3 separate regions of the Zea mays genome follow, and regions 1 and 2 are each linked to region 3. The links are chromatin contacts, called in public Hi-C maps. All regions are on one chromosome and are shown on one strand. Each heading gives the region's core, a stretch centred on a gene start, on an enhancer-like site or on the middle of the called end of the contact. The rest is flanking DNA. Distances are from core to core; before and after follow the strand shown. Region 1 has its middle 89 kb from the start of LOC103629276. Region 2 holds the start of LOC100381412. Region 3 holds the start of LOC103629278.

Evidence for each region. Hi-C and Micro-C count contacts between places; a contact is called where the count stands out from the background.
Region 1: a Hi-C map of ear shows a contact between it and region 3, with 2.6 times the contacts expected there. The contact joins the enhancer-like site here to the promoter of LOC103629278 in region 3. A contact is called at or near these places in 2 of 25 Hi-C or Micro-C datasets (ear and tassel).
Region 2: a contact with region 3 is called in a Hi-C map of ear, with 3 times the contacts expected there. The contact joins the promoter of LOC100381412 here to the promoter of LOC103629278 in region 3. A contact is called at or near these places in 3 of 25 Hi-C or Micro-C datasets (ear, leaf and tassel).

What each region holds. Positions count from the first base shown.
Region 1 is chr6:49,380,205-49,384,428 of Zm-B73-REFERENCE-NAM-5.0, forward strand. No RefSeq gene overlaps it. Among protein-coding and RNA genes, the nearest start is that of LOC103629276, 89 kb to the left of the region's middle. Within about 2 kb of position 2,352, at least 17 of the 20 cell types and tissues checked have an H3K27ac peak or open chromatin away from gene starts, as enhancers often do. A contact at or near this core is called in ear and tassel, where this site is marked.
Region 2 is chr6:49,519,280-49,523,401 of Zm-B73-REFERENCE-NAM-5.0, forward strand. LOC100381412 reads left to right here and starts at 1,961. Exons shown (of 5, transcript NM_001361425.1): 1 at 1,961-2,593.
Region 3 is chr6:50,065,970-50,069,839 of Zm-B73-REFERENCE-NAM-5.0, forward strand. It overlaps LOC103629278, which reads left to right and starts at 2,600. Exons shown (of 16, transcript XM_008650455.3): 1 at 2,600-3,203; 2 at 3,309-3,522. The coding sequence starts at 2,968.

The sequences.
Region 1 (4,224 bases), core at 1,102-3,601, 690 kb before region 3:
AGTAGATTAAAGTGTCACCTACCTAATACTAATACATTACCCTATGGTGGTACATGCTAGGATGCCCTAGTATACTATTTCACTCAATCAAAGAAGCAAATCAAGCAATTAACATAAGAACAAACATTCAAGCACTTAAATATCTACAAAATTATATTTTTTCTTTCTTTTTGTGTAGATCTCCTATCTCTTCAAGGATTCATAGATATGTGATTCCAAGGTGTGGAATCCCTTCGGTCCTTCTAGAGTAAAAAAAAGGTGAGAGTAGTTAGAGTAGAACAGCCAAAAGGTGAGACAATATCAAGAAAAGTATAGAAAGAATCAGAGTAAAGGTAAGTAGGTAAGGGTTTTGTCCAATTCTATCTAAGTTTCGTCCTACAGTCAACATCCCTCTGATACCACTTCTGTCACGTCCGGATTTAAGGGGCAAACCCGGGTGTGTCTCATATGTGCGCCAAAGAGGATCAACACATATAATGACTCAGTGTATAGAGACAAATGTCACAATCTTTATTACATCACTAAATGTCTTACAAAATAACTGATAATGAATAAAATGAACTAATATCATTATTATTCTCGATGCCATCACGCTGACTGGGAGAAGACACCTAGACCTCGTCGAAATCGTCATAATACTCCTCCTCGAGGGGCACCTGCTCTTCACCTATGGGGGGAGTTTTATTGCAAGAGTGAGCTCACAAAAGTTCATCGCTCAACAAGTGTGGGGAATAATGTGAATGAGCTCACTTATGGAGGGGGCTCATGTATAGTGTAAGGCTGATCAACAAATAATGGTTATAGCTGAGCATTGCTTGTAATAAAGTGGTCAAATTTTAATAGCAATTACTAGGTACAAGTGTATACTAGCCCAATAAAATAAGAGATCATTAAGTATAATAAAACCCACAATGCAATGCAAATAAATGACATATTACGTTTAATTCTATAAGTTAATCATGCGAGAGTCCTGCGTTGCTCTTGACCGTGAGAACAACTGATATACCAGTTTTACACTCTGCAAAGGTTGCATATCATTACCCACAAGACGTGTTCCCTTTGTCACCTCAGGTTGATCAGATCCTTAAACACTGCCGAGGTGAGTAGGCGAGGGTACACTGCGAGGCTTTTACAAATTTCCACTAGAGGAGAGAACCCGCTACAGTTTCTGTGCCGAAAGCGATATAGGAATACCTCGTCCAAAAATCTAAAAAGATAGTTTGACCCGGGGACCTCCCTACACCTGCATCCTCCACCCTACTTGCCCCTTTCGGGAAAGGATTAACTCACACTAGCTTTCCTAATTAGTCAGCTAAGGGGGTCCGATTCCACCATTATGGTAGCACGGTTATCCCATGTTAAGCTCCATGTTCTAGTTAACACCATAATCTTATCATGAACATTAAATAATTAAATAACAATAGTAAAGCATGATCATGAATCATCTGTATCTTAACACCCAAAACCACATAGAGCAATAGCAAATACTACACAAAAGTTCAGTGGTTAGAAAGGTGTAAAGTAAATCAAACTAGGGTGATCTATTAGGTCCCATCAAGTTAACATGAGCCTAACATGGTAATTAAGAAGAACATTATTGGATAAAGAAGAGTGATCAAGGGCACAACTTGGCGTCAACAAGCTGCTACTCAGTATTTTCCACCTGCTATGCTCCGAGCTCCTCGGTCACTTCTTGTCTACTCACAACAATACATACAAGCAATGTGCATAGGAGAAATTAACATCACACCAAACATGAGAACAAATTGTGTAATAATGTCTTACGCGTCTCTACGAGATCGTAGGTTCGAGAACGGCTAAATTCAGAGTTAAAATGAATAAGATATGGTTTTCGAAAGATTTGGGTGTTTAGGCAAATTGTTTTGATATCCATGGATTCACAAATTATGCGTAACAAGGTAAAATAAGGTTACTAAAGTGTAGACAATATTAATATGAGACCAACACAACTGGAACAAGTTAAATTGGAGTTAAAACGACGAAGTTATTGATTTTCTGATGTTCTAGAATTATTTTTATAATATAAATGATTATCAACCCTATTTACTTATTTCTTTTATCTGGAAACGGACGGCGGTGTAGAGTCCTAGGAAACCTAGGGGTTGGTTTACAAAAATCTAGAGACCTCTAATAACTGATCCTTACAGAACCTGGACGCCGGGTTGATTATCGATAAGTCTAGGGACTCATTAGCAAGTGTTACGCGATCGAAGGGGTACGCACTACGCAGATTTGAGAGCCGGCCGATAAAAATTACATGACCCAGATTAGATCCTCAATTTTGTAGAACCGGTACTCACTCATGACCCTCCGATCCAAGATCCATGGTCATGGTTTAACGAAGTACGACTTAAGCCTAATCCGTCCGATCCCGATCGGACGTTCCTCGCCTTCCCCCATCTAATCTGACTCATTGGTTATTAGATCAACGGTCCCGTGCTCCTTTTCGCTTGGTAAACACCCATGCAGCCGCACCGCTTGCTACCCACGGCGGCGACATCGTCGGACCTTGCCACACTCGCTGGTGGTCGCTAAAACTTTGATTCGGCAGGTGTTACACGTAGTGAAGGCGAAGGAGAACAAAACGAGGCCCTAACTAGCAATGGGCACGCAACAGGTGGTGTCCACGCCGCCCCACGGATCCGTGACCCCGACCCGACTCCGGCGAGCGATTAACGACATTGATACGGTCTAACCCGACCAATGCCGATGAGAACAAAGGCAACAACGAGGCAAACTCAGGCTGAGGGCGTTATCAGTACCTGGGCTTGCGGAGGCGCTTGGCCACGGCGTGGCGCAGATCCTAAGGCGGTGGCATCCTCCGGCGAGGAATTACACAGAGCTCCGAGGTCCCCAATGCTCGCAGATACCTCGCACAGGTACCACGGGACTTGGCAGTCTTCCTGGCTTATTCGTAGAGGGAGCGACAACGACGGTGGTGAATCTCCACGGCGGCCGCCCTTCCCTCTCTTCTATGCTCGCGACAAGCATTCACGGTGGGGTGGATTCAGGTGAGAGCATAAGCACGGGGTCTGGGGACCCTTCCCATGGTCACGAAGCTCGGGTCAGCCAGTTGGCCCACACATATCGTTGGGCGGTTTCAACCAACCGACCGCGGCGGTAGCCCGGGTGAGAAGATAAACAGTGGCCATGGCCCACCGCCCACATGCCAATGAGCTGGTGCTTGATAATGCGAAGCGCGAGTGGGAGGCTGACACCTAGGGCCCGCACATAGTGTCTGCTGAGGAGGGGAAAATTGTCCCACATGTAATATTAGTGAAAGAAGCATTCATAGTAAGGGCATGTACAGTGAAGAGACATCAAAATGGTTGTCCAAGCACAAGAGACACCTAAGAGACTCTATTATATAATGTAGTGTCTATAAATGTAGTCTGTTAATAAATACAGAATTAAATGCATTTGTACAGCATCAGATCGATAGAACAGACGACAAATTCGTACAGTGGGAAGTGATGCGTCTGTTGCTACTTGTTTACGAGCCAGAGGCGTCTCTTCACGGAGAGACGGCTCTAAGATTTTTTTTGCAAATATCCCCTTAAAACACCTTAAGAGCCTCCACATTAAACACCACTGTACATGCCCTAATTAAATAGAAGAACTCCCTACTATTATAATTCAAAATTTTATAAGTCAATTTTAAATCTGAGTCATTAACTCCCATTATTACTTTGTTATTTGTATATTAATTTGAAAAATATATGTTTCTTAATAAATCATGTACTAGTATCAATTCCTCTATCATTCCATAAGTAGCACAAAAGAGCTTCCTGATCTCCTAAAACATATTTTAGTGTTTAAAGTGGCATGGCTGGCCACGACGACGTGCGGTTTTGCAGCGGAGCTCCAACGACTGCGAGGAATTCCGCACCTCCTAGTCCATCACATCGCTCCACTAGGTCTTACATACGTTGGGCACCGACTAGCGAAGCGCCTGAGCGATGACACAGGCGCAGACCTACAGCGGTGGCGCCCCTGCTCCGTCAAGCAATTAGCGGGCCACCGGTGGATTTCCCCGCCCAAGATGGCCACGAATGCGTCCTATGTGTACCCGCGAATCCCCTCATCGATCTGCTCTGTGGGAGTAGAATACCTACACAATCGAGATATGATGGCGGCGACATCCACCCCCATTCCTCTCTACTGTCACCCAATGATGGTGCTTGGCTTCCCTTGATGCGGCGC
Region 2 (4,122 bases), core at 711-3,210, 550 kb before region 3:
TTTAGTACACTAAAGGACGAAGTGATCTCTTACAGCTTACGCTTCGGATTAAAGCCGGTTGTTTGGACTGCTGCAGCTATAATCTATAAAGATAAAAACACTGTAGAAACAATATGCATCATCAAGCGCTTTTACCATCCACCAAGTTGGAGTGTATGGAAATGGTATCCTAACTAAGCTTTCTCCTCTAGTTAGTTTTACCATTTACAATACATTGTTGTTCAGTGCAAAGTCAACATTATACTCCCTCTATCCCAAATTAAGTTCGTTTTATTTTTCTAATGGATTTGTGCGATATTTAGTATGTGTTCTATATATATGTCTAGATTCATCATTATCCAGTTGAATATATACAACTTGCGTGCACTAAATAAACATCAGTTTCACTAAGAATGAGAAATTTGCATACATTCCATGCTGAAGTGTATTTTTTACCACCAAGTTAGTAAATGGCATGTTGTGGGGGTATGGTCCCACATGTCATGTGACTCATATTGAGAGGTGGTACGAAGATATCCCATCAAAATGCATCTTACATGGGTAATGCACATTGGGATCCGGGAATGTGGCTGTGTGTAGTGTAGTACTACTAAACCTTAATTATTTGATTAGATTAGATGTCATGTCATTACATTACTTGTGTTGCAATTAGTACAGAACTACTTCACTGTCATATCATCATTCAACTAATTGTGTCAATATGCACTCAATATGTCGGCACCACCATCAACTCTAAATGACCAATTATGATAGCATTCTATCAAGCAACTGTTCAATGGATGGGAGTAGTTTGTGCACTGGGCAGCAGAAAACAAATCATGCCAATGTTTATATTAATTATGTGAAAAAACCTGAAAAAAGGCTAACATAAGAAATATTTCCTTGTTGCCTAGTTTATGCTTGCAAACATTCGCCTTTTTTATGCAGGGAGACAAAATGCATCATGAGTAAGATTCATTGCAAGCTCCAGTAAGGAGAAGTTATTTGATATCCACTGTTGAGATCACGAGATGTTCTGTTGTGGTATACTATGCAGACATGCTTCTATGTCAAGTTTGGCAAGGAGTACTATACACTCCAGTTGGTGAAAGTTTCTTGCTCTGCATTTCCAACCTAGAATCCTGTAATCTGTTAACCTGTCTCCCAACTTGATCTTCTCAAAAGCAGCACCACCTCGTCAGATAGCTAATTAAGCATTTGTTAATCCTTCTATGTTTCAACAAAATTATCCAATCACTAACTCCTGCTGCTAGCTAGTAGTACATGGCACTACCATTTCTTCTTTTCCCTTTCCAAATTCACATACTAAGAAGAGGCCGCTAGATCTTAGAGCATATCCCAGAGTTTTTCGAAAGCTCACTCTAAATTATTATATAGAGAATTATTTGTATAAAAATCATTTTCTATATATTTGAACTCTCTAAGAGTTTTTCGATATCTTATTTATAATCTACGTAGTCTAGTCGTTATTGTTTTCTATCCATTCTATCTTTGGCTAGCAAAAAATCAAGATTGTTATATTTAGATAACTAATTAAAAAATATATTTTATGATATTTTTTAATTAAAATCTCTATTTGTAGGCGATTAGATGGGATTCAGAGAGTCTCTTGGAGTTGATATTATCATTATTAGACTGACATCATGCCAAATACTAACAGTACAAATATGCAACAGTTTTCCAGAAGAAAGAAGCATATGTGTCTGCCTGTCACTCTGTCAGCGAGCGAGGAAGACCATCCATCCAGATCTGAGCAACAGTAATCAAACCCATGACCTAGTGCCCGTCGCAGGAATAAAATTCCATTTACAGGAGGAGCAAGTCGATCATAGCAACACCATAAAAAACGAATTGTTCCCCAAGACTAGCTGGCTACTTGTAAGAAGTCACAAGCCAGGCCAGCAGATACGGTCAAGCAAGCACTTAGAAAACAAGTTAAAGCCCAGTGAAGAGTCCAAAGCATGAGCACAAACAAGATGGGCGTGGGCATGGCCATGTGGGGAGATGAGTACAGACATCACCGCCGGGTGAGCCGGAGTGCCCGAAAAGAGAAAGAAAGCAGCAGGAACAGGGTGCCCTGTTCCAATCTCGCGAGATAAACTTTAACAGCTATTTTTTAGCTACTTTTAGCCATTTATAATCTAAACATGAGAGCTAATGGTGATAATTGAAACTAAACTTTAGCACTTCAATTCATATAGCTAAAGTTTAGCACGAAGCTAAAGTTTAGCTCATGAGATTGAAACGGGGCCTAATGGAAGAGGGGCCGTAGAGAGAGAGAGAGAGAGAGAGAGAGACGAGACGAGAGGGAAAGAACAAACAGGGGGAGCCCATCCGCCGTGATCAACAGCACAGAAGGTGAGAAAGCGAGAGAGGGAAGAGCCGAGCTGGCAAGCCCATTGATTCCATCCATCCTCGGTGCACGCCAGCCGGCGGCCTCCCAGTTTCCGGCGGCGCTCCGGCCGGCGGCGCTCCGGCCGGAGGCCGGGTGGATCCCATCTTGTAGGGAGTGCGGAAGCCGTCAGGGGCAGGAGAGCTCTTCCTGCCTTCGGCGCGTGGAGAGCTGACGCTTGGTCTCCACCAGGAGCTTGTGGTACGCGAATCTTTCTTGTTCCTGCGCAAAGTTTGGTTCTTTTCGCTGTTTTTCTGCGCATCCTACTAGTCAGTTGGTGCCGGCAGGCTCCTCGCATTTCTGGAAGAATCTACTTAGTAAATTTTCCGGATTTCTAGTCCCGGCGGTTCTGGTGTTGACGTTCCTTGGCAATTTGAGTAGGAAAGTTGCATATTGCAGCCACGCTGATACCGATTTGGTTTGCAACGTTGGGACGAAAGTTGCCTGAATTAAGTTCGGGTCTGCATTTCTCGGTCTTCACGACTGATTTTAGCTGTGATGGTACGCGAACCTTTCTCGTTCATGCGCAAAGTTTGGTTCTTTTTGGTGTTTTCTGCGCATCCTAGTCAGTTGGTGCTGGTAGGCTCCTTCTCGCATTTCTGGAAGAATCTAGTTTGTAGTTTTTCCGGATTTCTAGTCCCTGCGGTTTTGGTGTTGATGTTTCTTGGCAATTTGAGTAGGAAAGTTGCATACTGCAGCCACCCCTGATACCGATTTTGTTTGGTAACATTGGGACGAAAGTTGCCTGAATGCAGTTCGGGTCTGCATTTCTCGGTCTTCACCACTGATTTTAGCTGTGATGGTAATGTGCTGCTAAGCTACTTGGCTGAGGAATGTTTTCTCTGTTTGCAACATCTTGTTTTCTAGCTTGCACCAGGTGGTGTGAATTTACATGTCAATAGACGATGCCATCAGAAGTGCTCACACAGATAACCAGTGTGAAGCTGACGGTTGGCATGTTGCTACTCGCCCACACCCTCATGATTTTATTAGGCTGTCGTTGGTGTGTAGATTATGGTTCTCCTGGGGGTAATAAAAGGATGTAGTGGAGTATTTCAAGTTGCCAGCATAAATTCATCTGTTGGCATACGTTGTATGGTCATCTAAATTTTTATATACAAAAATGTGAAGAAGGAAAAAAAACTTGTCTGATGCCCATCAAGTCTGCTTACAAGGAGTGACTTCATTTAAATATCAGAGAAGCTATTTTCATCACGGTATAGGTGAAAAATTTAGCAGACTTATCCCTTTTACAAAAATCTTGTCCGCTTGTAGTTATGGTTTCTGTCCAGTAACTAGTGGTAATAGTTATACTTTCGGTGTTTTTTATTTGGCCAGTTTCGATGGAGTCATAGGCACTACCAGATTTATCTAATCAAAATGTAGAATTTAAATGTGGTCTGTTCATAATATGTTCTGGTATTGAATGGTGTGAGCCTGATCAACTCCTATCCAGAAGACCAGAATAATTGTTAATTGATTCTAAATCGATCTTTCAGTTTATATTTGATAATGGTTTTGGATTTCCCCCCTAAATATTGCTGGGAAAACTTGTTATCCTTATTTACACCCAATATAGTGCTGTAATCATCAAGTGCACATACCTTTCTGCCCTTTTTCTCTTGCATAAAGTTTTACCTGTTCTCTAATTTGCTCTTCTGCAGTGTTTTTATGCATATCTGTTAAATATGTGTATGTATTTGTCATGTCCACTTTGTTCTAGCACCTTT
Region 3 (3,870 bases), core at 1,350-3,849:
ACCAACTTTAAAAGCAATGCTCAGCTCTAACCATCCTCTTTGGTAAGCCTTACACTTCACGTGAGCTCCCACCTTTGGCGAGTTCATGCACATTATTCCCCACAACTTGTTGAGCGATGAACGTATGTGAGCTCACTCTTGCTGTCTCACACCCCCCACAGGTCAAGAACAGGTACCACAGGATGAGGTGCATGGAGGATGCTGTGACGAGTTCGTGAGAGGTCTAGGCCGTCGTCTCCCAGTCAACTTTGGGTTGCTGGACCGTTGTCTCCTTATAATGTAATTACTTATTTATTTTGTATAGAACTCCTATTATATAGTAAAGATGTGACATTCGATCCTGTGCCATGATTCATCATATGTGTGAGACTTGGTCCCAGCACACCTGGTGATTATGTTCGCGCCCGGGTCTTGGTGCCCCTGAAATCCGGGTGTGACATGATATATAACATAAAGAACAACTAGCTCTTTGCTTGCGTTATGTTGATAAATTGGGAAGGCCATGTGAGCGACTTATTGGAGTTATCCCTGTAGATGATACTAGTTCTTTGTCACTTAAGGAAGCAATTGAAGCTCTTCTTATTAGCCATGGTTTGACTATGGCTCAAATCCGAGGCCAAGGTTATGATGGAGCCAGCAACATGAAAGGAGAGATAAAAGGGCTGAAAACATTGATAATGAAAGAGTCACCTTCTGCTTATTATATACATTGCTTTGCACATCAACTACAACTAGTTCTTATTGCTGTTACTAAGGGGAATACCGATTGTGTGACATTTTTTGATCAAATAACTCTCTTGCTAAATATTGTTGGAGTTTCTTGTAAGCGCCATGGTATGCTTCGAAATGCTAGGCTTGAGAATATCAGAAAAGCACTAGATTGCGGTGAACTTGAAACTGGGACTGGATTAAATCAAGAGATGGGGTTGCCTAGGCCTGGTGAGACTCGATGGGGCTCTCATTACAAAACTGTTTGTAGCATCATTTCTATGTACCCCACAATTCGTGACGTACTCATCGCTCTAGGGGCTGATATTTCACATAAGGGCGATTGGACAAAAATTCATTTTGTTCTTGGAGCATTTGAGTCCTTTGAGTTTGTTTTCTTTTCACAATTAATGTTTGTTATTCTTGGATACACAAATGAATTATCTGAGTGTTTGCAAAGAAGGGAGCAAGATATCATCAATGCAATCTCACTTGTTAATGTGGCAAAGAGCAGAATGCAAGAATTGAGGTCTAATGGTTGGGATCAATTCCTACAAAGTGTTACTTTGTTTTGCAATCAATATGGCGTCCAAGTTCCTGCTATGGAGGATAATTACGTGCCTTATGGAAAATCAGCACGATACACTCGAAACCAAACAAATGATGATCACTTCAGAAGTGAAATATATATTGGTGTCATTGATCAAATTAGTCAAGAGCTTGATAACCGGTTCGATGAGGTCAATATGGAGTTGCTTTCTTGTATGTCAGCCTTAGATCCTTCTGATTTATTTGCTTCCTTTGATGCGCAGAAGATACGAAGACTAGCTGAATTTTACCCTAATGACATATTTGGGAATGATTTGCTGAAACTTGAGTTGCAGCTTAATAATTATATTGATGCAATGAGGCAAGATGATAACTTCAAAGGCCTTCATTGCCTTGTTGACATATCAGTTAAGCTTGTTGAAAAAAGAGGCATATCGTGTTCAATATGGTTTTCTTGCTTCTCAAATTGATATTACTTCTGCCGGTGGTAACAACAAGTGTTGAGAGGGCATTTTCTGCAATGTCTTTGGTCAAAACTAAGTTAAGAAATAAGATGGGTGATAGTCTTTTGGACGATTGTCTAGTCACATTCATCGAACGAGATCTTTTCTTCAAAGGCGATGAAGATGATATAATTGAGACCTTTATGGCTTTTAGAAAGCGCCGTCCAAACAAATAGTATGGTAATTATCTTTCAAACATTGTTTCTTGCAAATTTCGTATTTCATATGTTTGGGCTCTAGTGTAATCTAGTTCAAAATTTCCTGTTAATTATTAAGTTTTATGATGCATCATTTTGTTTTTATCTTTGTTTTCAAATTTTATGGTGCATTTTAAGATATTTACTGAATTATATATGAGTTAGAATGAATAGTGTAATTATAATGGCATACTCTTGGCCAAAATTATAGGTCCGCCACTGGTTGGCGGCAATCAGCAGCAGGGCTGCACAGATGCAGGGTGTGGTCGGCAGCTGTGACTCTGTTCTCTCCGCTCTCGTCTCGCCGTCTCGGACCCAAGAACAGCCGTCTTTGGGAAGCCGAACGATCGGAAACGGAAGTTAGAACGACCGTCGGCCGAACGGGATGGTCGAGTGGGGTCCCCGGTGAGTCTGACTTAGGGTGTGCCAGAGCCCACCCGGACCGGTGGGTTCACTCTTGAACGAAGATGAACCTAAACACATATATAAATCACATAAAGTATTGTATGAAACTATTAATTAATTAAAACTAATTTTAACTCGGGGAATATGTTTTTATAACTTTTGATACTTATAACTTTTGATACTCTAACTATGTGTGATTACCGAGAAAACCAAGCAGCTGCAGCAGCATGGAGCTCCGAAACGAACACGGGAGAGAGGCATCAGGCACTATTAGGATTATTACCAAATTGGGCCAATCACAGGCTGCGTTGACCAATCTGGCGGCGAAAAGTAGACTCCAATTTCCCCTTTCCTCTTCCGTCTCGCTCATCTAATCGCCCTCCTCTTCTTCCCCTTTTTGCTTCCTCTCCACGAGCGCGCGAGCGCGACGACGTCAGCAACAACGCAGACTACCCCGCAGTCGCCGAGGGAGCAATTCCGCCCCCAATTGGCCGCCGGAACCCTTCTTCCTTCCCCTCCCACGGAGTCGCTGCCGCGCTCAGATAGCCCAGCCGAGCCGGCGACGACGAGGACAGGACCCTAGCCCTAATAATCCGGTCCCCCACATGGCGGGGACCTTCCGCGAGGGCGCGGGGCCGGGGGACGCCCATGCGCCCCCGCCCACGCCTACGCCGCCCCTCTCGCAGTTCCTCGCGCTGGATGCGCTCCCGTCCTGGGGCTCCGACCCCAAGCAGCCGCACTGGCGCCACCCCGAGCTCCGCCGGGCGCTCGCCTCCGACGACCAAGCCGACGAGCTCAGGCGGATCCGTGCCAGCGTCCAGGACTCCGCGGGCAAGGCCAAGTGCGTACCCTTCCCTTCCCCCTCCTCTGTCTTAATATCGCATTGCTGACGCTGACTGACTGACTGCTCAATTCCGTGCCCCCCTCCCCTTCCGGCTCCCCGCAGGGAGAAGGTCAGGTCGCTGCACGAGGCAATCCAGAAGCTCGACAAGTACAAGAACATTGTCACCCGCAAACGCCAGCGCGCCACAGAGGCGTCGGCCGCGCCCGACAAGCTGGGCCCTGCCGGCGCCTCCTCCTCCGGCGCGCTCAGGATGGGCGCACAGAACAACTCTGCTGTCCTTAGCAAGCGCGTGCGCTCGTCGCTCGCCGATGCCCGGGTTCGTGTGCTCCGACCCATGTGCCGGCCCACTCTTAGCCTCAGCTCACAGCATCTGCATCTCCTATTACTTTCCTTAGTTTGTTTTGTCCACAACCAAATGTTCATGGTTTCGTTAATGCCTAGTCTCTTATCAGATTCTGGAATCGGGATCACGGTTGTTGAAAAGGTTGTGCCTTTTCAGTCTTTGCAGCTCATTAAACCCAAGCAAATGTTGCTAGCTACTCATGTTCTTTTGTCGCGTATCGGTGCAAACCACCCTGTTCCCACCTCATTTTTCAATTAGTAAGAGCACACAGGACAAGTGTAGGAAAATCGTGATCCTGGTTGAATTTTCCGCACTCAACTC